Regions from separate parts of the Ovis aries genome. Here region 2 is linked to region 1. Evidence: chromatin contacts called from public Hi-C data. All regions are on one chromosome and are shown on one strand. The core of a region is the stretch at or near the end of the contact, and the rest is flanking DNA. Distances in the headings are between cores, read along the strand shown. Region 1 holds the start of KCNC4 (potassium voltage-gated channel subfamily C member 4). Region 2 holds the start of LOC132658082.

Region 1 (6,747 bases), core at 1,297-3,796:
TGAAGGGAAAGAAGTTTGTGGAATTCAGAATTTCCAACTGTGACTGCTTTGTGGTCTTGCTTAAAACTGTCAGATATCAAGGTCTTGGAACAATGGAAAAGGGAGAGAGCAAGCTGAGACCCAGATGGGAGAGATAACCTGAGGTCCTGGAATTGACCGACCCTTTTTCTCCCAGGACCACAGCCAAGTGAGGTCTGGAGCATGGTGTCCTAGCACCACCAGGGGGCAGCACCTACCCATCCACAGTAGGCTGTCACATGGTTGGCTGAGCAGGGGGCTCTCTCCTTCCTGGGTTCTGAGCTCTGAGGAAACAGGAGGTCCTCATACACACAGAATAGAGGGAGACAAGCCCTACGAGGCCAACTGCCACATCCTGAATTCTCCGGAAAATTTCAGAGACGCTCAGGTAACAAAGTAGCCCAGAGCTCTAGGATAAAACCTTCAGCAAGTGGTGAGGTCTTCTCTGGAGGCCTCTGGTCTGAGGCAGAGCCCCCTACTCCAGAAGCTGGGTGTGCTGAGTCAGAGGCCCTCCTACCCAGTTCTCTTTCTCCCCACTGCCTCTCCCAGGCTAGGCCCTCTGTTTTCAGTTACTCCTTCTGGGTTCCTCTACCCCCATCCCATTTTCTGATCTTCAGGCCTCCTTTTTCCCTGGTAGCCTTCTCCCTCCACCCATCTCCCCACAGGCTTCTCACCATCTACACACTCTGCAGTGTGGAAACACCAAGAGAGCAGAGATTTACCAGGGCAAGGCTGGAGGGTCTATGTTTTGTTCATTGATTTCCAGTGCCTGGAATAGCTTCTGGGACATAGTAGATATTCAAGAAATATTTATTGAATGAACAAGTGACTTAGGAGTGGGATGCTGGCAAGGCTTTTTTCACCTCTCCCATCCACCTTCAGCATCCTCTCTGTATTCTTGGAATGACTGAGTTCAACCACCCTGAAGAATGGAAAGTAGAGGAGAGACCCCAACGGAGTTTGCCAGGACACAGTCAGCTAGGGCTTTAAAGCTATTCATTACAGTCAATTCTTTAATACCCTTGTTGTGATTCTTACTTCCTCATTCTAGCTTTTGGCTTGTCCTGGGTCTTCTTCTCAGTCACATTTGGGAGATTTCTTTTTCACTGAAGCAAACTCAAAGCCAGCTAAACTCTGAAATGCAGACATCAGATCCAAGGGGTAGAGAGACTAGACACAAAATGAGTGCCAGCAAATTTGTGTTTCTGATTACAGTCCAGAATGTTGTTTAACTTGTCTGTGTGTTAGTAGAGATTACTGTTCATCATCGCATTATTTTGTTTTTTTCTGACCTCATTAAGGATGAGACTTCTGCGTATAAGGATTCCCCATATTTGTACTGGGCTTCTAACCTTTCCTCAGAGCTATAGCCAGATGGTGCCCAGGTGTCCCGGGAGGTGTGTCAATCACCTTGTATTTCTGCTTTAAAATCCTTCTTACAGTGATCTGGACAGATATGGAGAAGGCTTGGCTAAAACTAAAAAAAAAAAAAAAAAAATCATTAAAAAAGAGGACTAAAGATGTGGAAGAGTTCTAGACTTAACAAATAAAAACAAATGAATCTGGACATTGCTTTTGGATTGAAGCCAATGCAGTCAGGCTAGTGCCTAATATTTTGGATATGGCAGCTTCTCAATCACTTAGCAAACAGGTTCTCAGAGGCAGGCACTGTGGGAGCTATCAAGATGAAAAAGCAGTGTGGCCTGTAAGAGCTCAGGGTTGGAGAGCAGAGATGTGACAGAAAAAGGGCAAAGTCAATTTGCAAATGAGTGAAACAGTAGAACCTGGAGGGAATCACAAGGTGTGGCATGGACGCTTTCTATGCGCCCCCTGGGACAACGATGAACCACGGTTTTAACCTAACGATCTTTCAGGGCCATCTGCCCCACACCCGTAACAGCGCCAGGACTACGCTTTTCTTCCACCCAGAACAGGAGCTGCTTTTCTGTCCAAGGCCGCCGGGCGGGGGCTTCGGTGACCGTGACAGAGGCCAGCATCAGGACGACGGGGATCTTGGACCCAGTTTGGGGCGGAGTCGTCAGGAGGCCCTAACAATGTCTGGGGCAGGAGGGGGCAGCCTCTTCCTAGCGACACTGTCTCTCCACTCTTTCCTCCGCACCACCCCCCCCCCCCCCCGCCTCCAGCCTCCAGTCGGCCACAATTAAACCGCAACAAAGCGATCGGCTAGATCGGGAGGAGGAAACGCGAGCGGCCAGAAGGGACAGGCGGAGGTTAGAGGTCAGAGGTCGAGAGCGCTCCGGTGGCCGCGGGACTGCAGTGGGAGGAGCTGCGGGTTCTAGGAAGGCGGGGAGCGGGGCCGAAGGGGGCGGGAGAGGATGGCGGCGGAGGCGCGCAAGAGCGGCGCGCAGGCGGCGAGGGGGTTACGCGCCTGGCTGAGCTGGGCTCGGCTCCGCTCCGCGGAGGAACGCAGAGCTCGGCCGCCGGGGCCCTGCAGCTAGTCTGGTCCGCCCGGAGCCGCGCCCCGCCCACCCCGCCCCGCGGAGGGCGCGCCCGAGCGAGGCGGGGCCGGGAGGAAAAGGCGCCAGCGGAGTGGCGTCCGCTGCCAACGCCGGAGGGAGACGGAGAACCCTCGGAGCCGCAACCCACCAGCGTGGAGGCAACCCCCGTTCCTAGGCCACCTCTCTCCCGCCCCCTGCTGCGGGCCAAGGCCAGCGCCCCGCCCAGAGATGGGTAAACGCGTGGATGGCGTGGCTCCCAGTGCCGCCAGATCGCAGGAGCCCGGCGCCGGGGCGCTGCGCTGAGGCTCCCTCTCGGCGCAGCCCAGGAAGCCTGCAGGTGTCCTTGGCTGCTCGGCCGCCACCCGGGAGACTCCTTCACCAGTGCCCAGAGCCCTGTTCCCTGGAGCTGCCCCGCCCCCCCAAGCTCGGCGCCGCGCAGGACGCCCCGTCTGAGGCCCCCCCGCCCCGGCACGGCCCCCGCAGCGCCCAGCCCAGCGCAGCTCCCCGCCGCTGTCGAGCCGCGGACGCAGGACCAGAGGCTCGCTCCAGCGGGCGCGCTTGTTTTCCTTCTGCCGCTTCGCCCTGCGCAGCACCCGCCTGTCTGAAAGCCGCGTTCCGCCCCGCCCGCCATCCGTGCCCTGCGCTGGATTTATGAATGGGGGGAAGAGGCCACATGCCGCCGCCGCCGCCTCTTGTTGATCGCACGCAGCCCGGGCCCGCGGAGCTCCGGCTACCGTGAGAGCGCCGGCCCGGCCCCGGTAGCCGCTCCCAGGACTTGTTGCTGCTGCGCTGCCGCCGCTGCTGCGGCGGGGAAGCCGGCTGCTCCCGGGCTCGGCGCGGACTGGGAGCAGGAGGGTGGCCCGTGTGGGTGTGAGCGCGCGCACCGCCCGGACCCTCGCAGTGCGCCCGGACAGTGCACTTCCCGGTCTTTCGGGAGGTGAAGGGGGGGCGTGTCCCGGGCCTCTAGCGTCGGAGTGCCTCGGGTCCTAGCGGGGGTAACGTATGTGTGCTTGCCCTACTTCCCCGGGCGCCTCGCTTGGGTCCTCCGCTCTCCGTTTCCCCTCCTGACTCCCTCCCCGGCGCTGCCAGCCCAAACCCCAACCACCTGTGCACCCGAGAAATCCAACTCCTCTCGCTCCGTGCCCCGGGGGGGAGGCAGGGGCAGGGCCACGCCGCAGAGGGGGCCGCCGCTGCCTCCTGCCTCCTCGTCTCCTCCCCCTCCCCCGTCTGACGCTGCCTCCTCGGGAAGGGTGTTTGGAGGGCAGCGGCCGCCCCAAGCCGAAGCCCCGCAGCGCTTCTTATGATCAGCTCGGTGTGTGTCTCCTCCTACCGCGGGCGCAAGTCGGGGAACAAGCCTCCGTCCAAAACATGTCTGAAGGAGGAGATGGCCAAGGGCGAGGCGTCGGAGAAGATCATCATCAACGTGGGCGGCACGCGACATGAGACCTACCGCAGCACCCTGCGCACCCTACCGGGCACCCGCCTCGCCTGGCTGGCCGATCCCGACGGCGGGGGCCGGCCCGAGTCCGATGGCGGTGGTGCAGGCAGCAGCTGCGGCGGGGGCTGCGAGTTCTTCTTCGACCGGCACCCGGGCGTCTTTGCTTACGTGCTCAACTACTACCGCACGGGCAAGCTACATTGCCCCGCCGACGTATGCGGCCCCCTCTTTGAGGAGGAGCTCACCTTCTGGGGCATCGACGAGACCGACGTGGAGCCCTGCTGCTGGATGACCTACCGGCAGCACCGCGACGCCGAGGAGGCGCTCGACATCTTCGAGAGCCCGGACGGAGGCGGTGGGGGCGCGGGGCCCGGCGACGAGGCCGGCGACGACGAGCGGGAGCTGGCCCTGCAGCGCCTGGGGCCCCACGAAGGAGGCGCGGGCCCTGGCGCGGGGCCCGGGGGCTGCCGCGGCTGGCAGCCCCGCATGTGGGCGCTCTTCGAGGATCCCTACTCCTCCCGGGCGGCCAGGGTGAGTGGCAGGAGCCTGGGTCTCCTCTCGACTGAGACTGACTGACTTGACCACCACCTCCCTCCCAAATTACCTTACTTTACATGGGGCCCCTTGGAAATTATACCCCCTTACCCCGCACCCCGCCCCCTGCACGCTTCAGGAGAGTGCACCCACCTGATTTACTACTTGGACCTAATCCAGCTCCTGCTTTAAGGCATCCCCCCTCAAAGCGAGTAGACAACCCGTAGCTGCGCTCTTGCTTTTCCACCCCCTCCTTCCTGCTCAGGCGGCGTCTCTACGTCTACCCCCAATTCCTCTGAAGAACAGAGCCCTGGAGAGCTGGAATGAAGCCTTGAGCTGGGGTCAGGCAGGATTTGGGGCGATGGGAGGGAAACTAGGGTGTAAGTGGCAGATCTGGCAGATTCTGGGGTTTGCTCCTTCCTTGTGTCCCATATCATAGAAACCCTCCCGGCGGCTCTGTGTGCTAAGAACTGTGAGTTCTAGAGAAGGGGCCTCAGGCTTCAGCTCTTTAGCCATAATAGGCAGAACTGGGACCCGAACACCCAGTTTGGGAGAGTCCTTCTTTTTCCGAAGAAGCAGCAAGCAGGAAGAGCAAGATAAGCCAAGATGCCTGCCCCAAGCTATGCCCCTGAGGCTTTCTGGACACTAGAGTTGTCCTGGCCTCTGCTGGAATGAGGGGAGAGTCAGACAGGAAGAGCCTAAGGTTCTGGGCCCTTCGGCTCCTACAGGCAGTGGCCAGCCACAGGCTGCCTGGTGATGATCCCAGATTTGTTGCTGCTGCTTTCTTCTTGCTGCAGCACAAATTGGCTTCCCAGAAAGCCCTGGTTCAGGTTACTGCTTGAAATAGGTGATGGGGATGGATGGGGGGGCAGGAGGAAGTGCAGGTTGATTTAGGCAAGATCTAGTCCCTTCCCACCACCCCCTCCTCAAGTCAATCCACTTTTCCCTAATCCTTTTAGGTGGAAGGGGGTGGTGGAGAGGTAGGCTCAAGCATCTTAAAAAAAAAAAAAAAAAAAAAAAAACCTGAAGGATGGCTTTAGATTCTCTAAAAAAAAAAAAGAACCCTGGAGGTTAGTGTCTGATCTCAAGCCTGGCTGGGGTCTGTCTGGGAGACTGAAGACCAACATGATGCATTGGATCTGGGTGTGGGGATGCTCTCCTGCGTCGGAAGCTGGTAGTTAGCTCTGGCATCCCAAGTTGTCACATTAATGAGTCTCAGAGCTCTGCCGCCTTCCTCAGCACCTCTGGTGCTAGGCCTCAACAGTCATGGAAGGAAAAGTTCCACTCCCCCCACCCCCAGGGGAAAGCAGGAGATTGGGAAATGGGGCTGCGGGGTGGGGGGGCAGGCTGGCATAAATGCTCTACCAGGGCACATGCATCTCCTGTGTCTAAGAGGAGGGAGGAGCAGAGGGGTCAGCGGCTGAGGCATATGTCCTCAGGCAACCGCTGAAAGGCAGGGGCTGGTTTCAGGACAGAGAGCAAAGCTAGGTGCCATCTCTGTTTCTTCCCCTGCAACCCTGAGACCCGCTCAGAAGGTGAGGGCTCAGTGAGGCCCTGGCAGACTGTGAATCCCACGAGCTTCTCATGCAGTCCTCTAGCCCTGCTGGTGTCCGCTTTCAGCTGTGTGCATGGTGAGAGGGGTGGGGAGGGGACAGAGACAAGTGCAGATCTTTTAGGTTCTTTCAAAGTTGGCAGTAGAGGAAGGAGGAGGCTGATTTAACTTGGTGGAGTTGGGGAAAAAGAGCATGCCAGGGAAGCAGGAATGAGATGAGATGCTTAGGGGCCCTATTTCTGAACATCCTGGGGTCTCTGAAGACTTTTTGCCTACTCAGTTTCCTCTCCCTTGGATTCCAAGGGGCTGTACCCTCAGTGCATTTATTTTGCCCTTAACTCACTGCCGAGTGGCCCAACTGGGGCTCTGTGAGTAAGCTCAGAGCCTGGTTAGCCTCTAGAAGTCCTCCATGAGCCCAAGATATTAATACTTGGCCCTTTTGATATATCAATAGAATCACAGCAACCAGGGCAGTCCAGTTGAGGTCAGAAGTTTTGGGGCTGGGCTGGGTAAGTTCTTCCCACTTAACAAAGAAACCAGGATTCAGAGATGTTAGGTGTCTTATCACAAACAATTAACTAATAAATAATAGAACCAGCAAACCACCCCACACAGCCTGCCTTTTGGTTGTTAACACTGATGCACAGAGCTGTATGGAGCTCATGCCAGAAGGGGCTTGTTTCCTACAGAGGAGCACAAGCCAAGGCAAGCCCTTCAGCTGTTTTGGGACACGCAAGTGAGAGTAC
Region 2 (6,066 bases), core at 3,323-5,822, 180 kb after region 1:
CAGGCTCCTCTGTCCATGGGACTCTCCAGGCAAGAGTACTGGAGTGGGTTGCCATTGCCATCCCTCAAGTTCAGCTCAGTTCAGCTGCTCAGTCGTGTCCGACTCTTTGCGACCCCATGAATCACAGCACGCCAGGCCTCCCTGTCCATCACCAACTCCCAGAGTTCACTCAGACTCGCGTCCATCGAGTCAGTGATGCCATCCAGCCATCTCATCCTCTGTCGTCCCCTTCTTCTCCTGCCCCCAATCCCTCCCAGCATCAGTCTTTCCTAATGAGTCAGCTCTTTGCATGAGGTGGCCAAAGTACTAGAGCTTCAGCTTTAGCATTATTCCTTCCAAAGAAATCCCAGGGTTGATCTCCTTCAGAATGGACTGGTTGGATCTCCTTGCAGTCCAAGGGACTCTCAAGAGTCTTCTCCAACACCACAGTTCAAAAGCATCAATTCTTCGGCGCTCAGCCTTCTTCACAGTCTAACTCTCACATCCATACATGACCACAGGAAAAACCATAGCCTTGACTAGATGGACCTTATCCCTCGAAGACAACCACTATTAATATTTTCCTTTTTTAAATCTGCATGTATACTATATATACATTTTCTCTCATTTTATTGATATAAAACTGTGATCATAATGTTCATAGTTTTGTATTCTGCTTTTTTCACTAATACTCGGAGGACCCTCACTTGGAATGTCTTTGCTGCTGCTGCTGCTAAGTCGCTTCAGTCGTGTCCGACTCTGTGCGACCCCATAGACGGCAGCCCACCAGGCTCTGGTGTCCCTGGGATTCTCCAGGCAAACACTGGAGTGAGTTGTCATTTCCTTCTCCAATGCATAAAAGTGAAAAGTGAAAGTGAAGTCGCTCAGTTGTGTCCGACTCTTAGCGACCCCACGGACTGCAGCCTACCAGGCTCCTCCATCCATGGGATTTTCCAGGCAAGAGTACTGGAGTGGGGTGCCACTGCCTTCTCCATGGAATGTCTTTAGTACTTCTGTTATTACAGACATTGTTTCTGTTGTTGAGTCTTCCTCTGTGTTATTTATTGCTTTCTTTTACTGATAGTTCATGACAGCTCTTACTCTCCATTTAAATGTCATTGTGGTCTGAAAGCACATTAGCTTCAGAGACCAACCCATCTGGTCCTGTTGTCCAAAGGGTGGAACCTCCTTCCAAGTACTTGGAATGAGGAATCACTGATGAACACAGGGCAAGCCCCGGTCGTGTTTCTGAGGCATTTTCCTGAATAAATAGGAAAGGAAGGGATCTGTTGCCATCTACTCACCCATTATCTGATTCTAAACACACCACAGGAATATCAGTGGGGTCCGAGGTTAGCTTAGCTGCTTGCTGGGCTAGAACAGATATCACTCCAGCATGCTCATCTGACAGGGTTCCGCGGCCTGGAAGACAGAGATGATATCATATTGCCTGACTGTCCAAAAATGAGTACAGAGGTACTATAGAACTGAACTGAATTATTCACAAAAAGAGGGTTCTCATGGTCTCTTAGATTATGTGGTGACAAAATCATTCTGCCCTGATATTCAGCTGGTTACATTAGCGAGAAAGCCAACAACAGCTTTTAACTCAGTAAGGTCATAAACTACTCAATTTTCGACGTCATTCCCATCACCGTCTCTAAACACCTTCTCAAGCATATGAGTAAGCTATAATTCAAGTCAATCTGAAAGCAAACTGAAACCAAGAAGAAATTCAGAGGTGAGACTGACAAAAAGCAGCCGGTAAGGGCCAGAGACTTGTTGACACTAATTAATTCCTCATGGGAAATCTGATTTCCTTTTACTGAGCTCAACCTCAAACGATATAAAGATTTTTACTCAGGAGTTCAGCTGTAGATCACCCTGACAGCATATATAGATACTCTGTGAGCAGTTATTTCCACTAGAATAAGCTGATTGTTTTCAAAGAGCAACAGAATTGACTTTTTACTAATATTTGTTTTAGCCTGTAGATAATAACTAAATCTTGGGTGCCAGGTCCAAAAAGTAATTACTAAGTTTATAATATCTTCTGTATATAAAGGCAACACAAGCCCCTCTGCTTGAAACTAAGTCAGGTCATAGATATGCCTCTTCGGCAGGGATGATGGATTTACTGTTGTTATGTAAAACATTAACTTCCCTGATGGCTCAGACGGTAAAGTGTCTGCCTACAATGCTGGAGACCTGGCTTCAATCCCTGGGTTGGGAAGATCTCCTGGAGAAGGGAATGGCAACCCACTCCAGTATTCTTGCCTCCATCCCCCCCTACCCCCCAAAAAAGCATTAATTGGACATACAGTGAAATCTTTTGGGCCTTGAAGGTTTCTTGAAGGAATACATTTAGTTTTAGATTTCTGCACTTGAATTTCAGCCTTTCCATTTGTGAGTGTGGCAACAAACCTCAAAAAAATCTGCCCTTTTCCCTCCAACCAACTGGTTTGTGTGCAAAATCTAACTGGGTGACACAGACTACTACTTTCAATTACTCTCCCAGCAACAATTCTGAGCTTTAAAAAGCCCTATAGTACAGAGGAGTAAAGAACAAGATGTCCTGGGTTTACTTGTTCTGACATGACTTAGCTGAAGCCTTCCATTGTCTACCTTTCTGGATTTATTTTCTCATGTGTAACTGTTACCATTTATTGAGCATTATGTCTGAACTCTGTGTTGAGTGTTTTATATATATAATCTTATAGTACTGTGATTAAAAGACTATGGAGCCAGATTCAAATCCTAGCTCAACCATTTACTAACTGTGTGACCTTAGGCAAGTTTACTCAACCTCTGTGCCTCAGTTTCTTTACCTCATAGGGTTGTCATGAGGATTAAATGACTTAGTATATGTAAAGCACTTATAGTACCTGGTACACAGTAAGAGCTCATGGATGCAATTCCATAATATTTATTATTAAAAAACAACTCAGTAAAGAAACTGAGCCTCTGAGATGTTCTTTTTGGTCCCAGTTCACACTACTAGTAAACAGAAGAGCAAGGGGGTGAACCTACGTGTGTCCAACTCTACATCCCACATTTTTATTGCCTACTCACTTACTGTTAAGTGAAGTTGAACTGAAAAATAACACCATCACACATTTAGCAGGGTTACTGTGAAAATTAGAGATGATGTATACAGAGCTTAGCAGCCCCAACATATGGTATCTATTCAATAAATAGTAACTACTGTCATTATCTGAAGTCCTTTCTAGACCCAATTTAAAATTATTCAAATACTACTACAGTAGAAGCAACTGTGCAGTGCCAGAACTGCAAGAAACATTTCTACTTTTATAAATGTCAACTGAGAAGTTTCAGTTTTCTAATCTTGTTATTTGGAGATGATATCTACTCTCATAAAAGTCCCCAGAAAGTGTCAGGATAACAGGAAATAAAAACTAGAGAACAATAGCATGCTAGGCTCTCAGTCAACATCAAGTGCTATGCAGTCTACCAAAAGGGATGATGTGAGATACTTACAACCTAGATTGAGTCCTTGTGAATCTGTGCACAGGACTCCAACAATGGATGGATTCTTCATCCTAATTCCAGGAACACAGGAAAAAGGAAGAAAATGATGTGGGAAAATGACATTAATAATAACACAAAGAGGCTTTCTATGTACCAGACATTAAATTCGTGTTACTCAATCTTTTTTCACATATCATCCACTCCTATCCCAAGAAAAATTCAATTACAACTATTTTAAATTGAATAGTTAAACCAATTTTTCTCTCATGAGAGAAAAGACTGGCACAGCACTGTTGAGCTCTGGAGGGCCAGGAACGCTGCAATACCTGGGATCTAGTTGCCTTTGTTAAAAATGCATACTTTAGCATACCTACTCACTTGAAACTGCTGAGAAACTTAAGTAACAATGGATTGCCTCACGCTGAGGAAGTGGGAAACTGAGCGGTACTGATGGGAAGGAGGTGTTCCCCTGTACGCTGTCTTATATTTTTCCAATTTTGGATTTTACGTAGATATTACTCATTCGAAAAATTTAAGGGATGCCTTTCATTTCCTTAGGCGACAAGTAACTGGTTACACCCGGAAGGAAATAAGCATGTGTGTTTACGTTTATAAAGGCAGGGCTCGGCACAGGTGGTACATCTTTCCCTCGAAAGAACCGGGTTCCTAAAACTGTCGAAGAGCGACCCTGTCCAGACAATTTCAGCACGACAGAGGGGTTGGGGCTCGGACCGCGGAGACCGGCTCGGGAGGGAGTGTGCGGAGCCCCTGCGCAATTTAATTCCGGGTCACCTCGCACCCCCACCGGAGGCCCCGGGACAGAGCGTCTCCTAGACGTCCAGCCGGCGCTCGCAGCTCGCACTCTGTCCCGTTCAACTTCTCCAGCCGCGACCCCAGGACGGGCCGACAAGGATACTACTCACGTGTCCTCCAAGTGTTGCTCTAAGGTAGCCTCCATCTCGTCACGGGTCGCCTCCTTCTTCGCCACTGGTGTCAGGTGCCTCTCGGGCGGTCACATGACGTGAGCGCGCCGTGAGCAAGGACGGCGCCTCCAAAGGGACAAACTTCGCGGCGCGTCCTCCGCGTTATGTCCAGGATGACATCATTACGCGCCCGCCGCGGCGTATTGGCAGGGGTTCTGTTTCCCGCGCGGCGACTGGCGACTGGACGGCGTGGAATGTTCCCTGAGGAGGGAAATCTGCAGTCCCACCGATTCCGAGAAGTCGGGCGAGATCTAATTGAAGTTTTACAATAAATAACCTGCCCTGTTCCGCGGGGTCTCATCCAGGCGGTGGGGCAGGGACAGACAAGAGCGACACAGGATCCCAATGAAGGATCCCCAGGCTTGTAGGAGAAAAGATTGAACACAGACTAGAGGACGAGATGGAACAAGGCTAATGGAGGTTTCGGGAAACGGTCGGGATTTTAAGGAAAAGGTTGGTTCTTCCCCTTTGGCAAGGGAAAGAACCTGGCACTTGTGATAAAGACTAGATAGGACTACTTAAGAATAACCTTTTAAAAAAAGTTAATTAGCCCACCCATAGTCTCTGTCCAAAGATGAATATTAATCCCTTGGAGAATATTCTTCAAGCAATTATCTTTGCAAGTAAATGCTTTTATGTTGTTGTATCTTTTTAAAGCTAAATCGACACACATACTGGGTATACTATTCTGCTGCTGATCTTTTGCACAGTATTTAGCATAAATGTCTTTCCATGTCAGTAAGTGGCTTCCCAGGTAGCTCAGCGGTAAAGAATCTGTCTGCTAGTGTAGGACACGTGAGTTCGATCCCTGGGTTAGGAAGATTCTCTGTGAAGCAGTCTTTTGGGCCTAGAAAAGAAAACAACAGTCTCAGAGGCCCTTGCAGAATCATCTAACTTCGGAGAAAACGAAACAGAACTTTAGGTCCCACCCTGATACTCCAGGCCAGTTGCATCTATCTGGGACTTACCACCTCCTGTCCAGAAACCTTCCACCCCCTACACCTGCCCAGAAGACTTATCACCCCTGCCCAACTACAAATGCCATCTCAACTAAAGAATACCCAAAACATCCCGCCTGATTAACATTTCCCTTATCGCTTCCACAAAGTGAAAGTGAAGTCGCTCAGTCGTGTCGGACTCTTTGAGACCCCATGGACTATAGCCTCTGTCCATGGGATTTTCCAGGCAATAGTACTGGAGTGGATTGCCATTTCCTTCTCCAGGGGATCCTCCTGACCCAGGGATCGAACCCGGGTCTCCCACATTGTAGGCAGACGCTTTACCGTCTGAGCCACACTATAAACCCGATCGCTTCCACAAACCTCCCTATAAATATGGAGACTCCTTGATCCCTCTCGGCGCTCAGCCTGGTCGTTAGGCCGACTGTCGCCCCTCCTTGCCTGAATTAAGGTAACCTACTTCTGTCGAGGTTGTCTTTCTTCTTTCTGCCTCAGCCCCAACTATACCTTATATTCTTGGTGCGGAAACCCGGGAAGGGGAGAGGCACTCGGCTCACTCTCTCTCACTCTCCCTCCCTCTCATTGTTTTCCCTTTTCCTGGAGTCTGGGAGGGTGAACATCCTCCGAGCTCACGAGCTCACTTTTCTGCCGGGGCT

Evidence for each region. Hi-C and Micro-C count contacts between places; a contact is called where the count stands out from the background.
Region 2: a Hi-C map of tail adipose tissue shows a contact between it and region 1, with 2.8 times the contacts expected there. The contact joins the promoter of LOC132658082 here to the promoter of KCNC4 in region 1. A contact is called at or near these places in 9 of 16 Hi-C or Micro-C datasets (blood, hypothalamus, liver and 4 more).

What each region holds. Positions count from the first base shown.
Region 1 is chr1:87,523,058-87,529,804 of ARS-UI_Ramb_v3.0, forward strand. KCNC4 (potassium voltage-gated channel subfamily C member 4) reads left to right here and starts at 2,547. Exons shown (of 4, transcript XM_027972888.2): 1 at 2,547-4,446. The coding sequence starts at 3,778.
Region 2 is chr1:87,703,852-87,709,917 of ARS-UI_Ramb_v3.0, forward strand. LOC132658082 reads left to right here and starts at 4,573. Exons shown (of 2, transcript XM_060401415.1): 1 at 4,573-6,066. LAMTOR5 (late endosomal/lysosomal adaptor, MAPK and MTOR activator 5) reads right to left here and starts at 4,457. Exons shown (of 4, transcript XM_004002306.4): 1 at 4,392-4,457; 2 at 3,478-3,539; 3 at 1,284-1,401. The coding sequence starts at 4,426.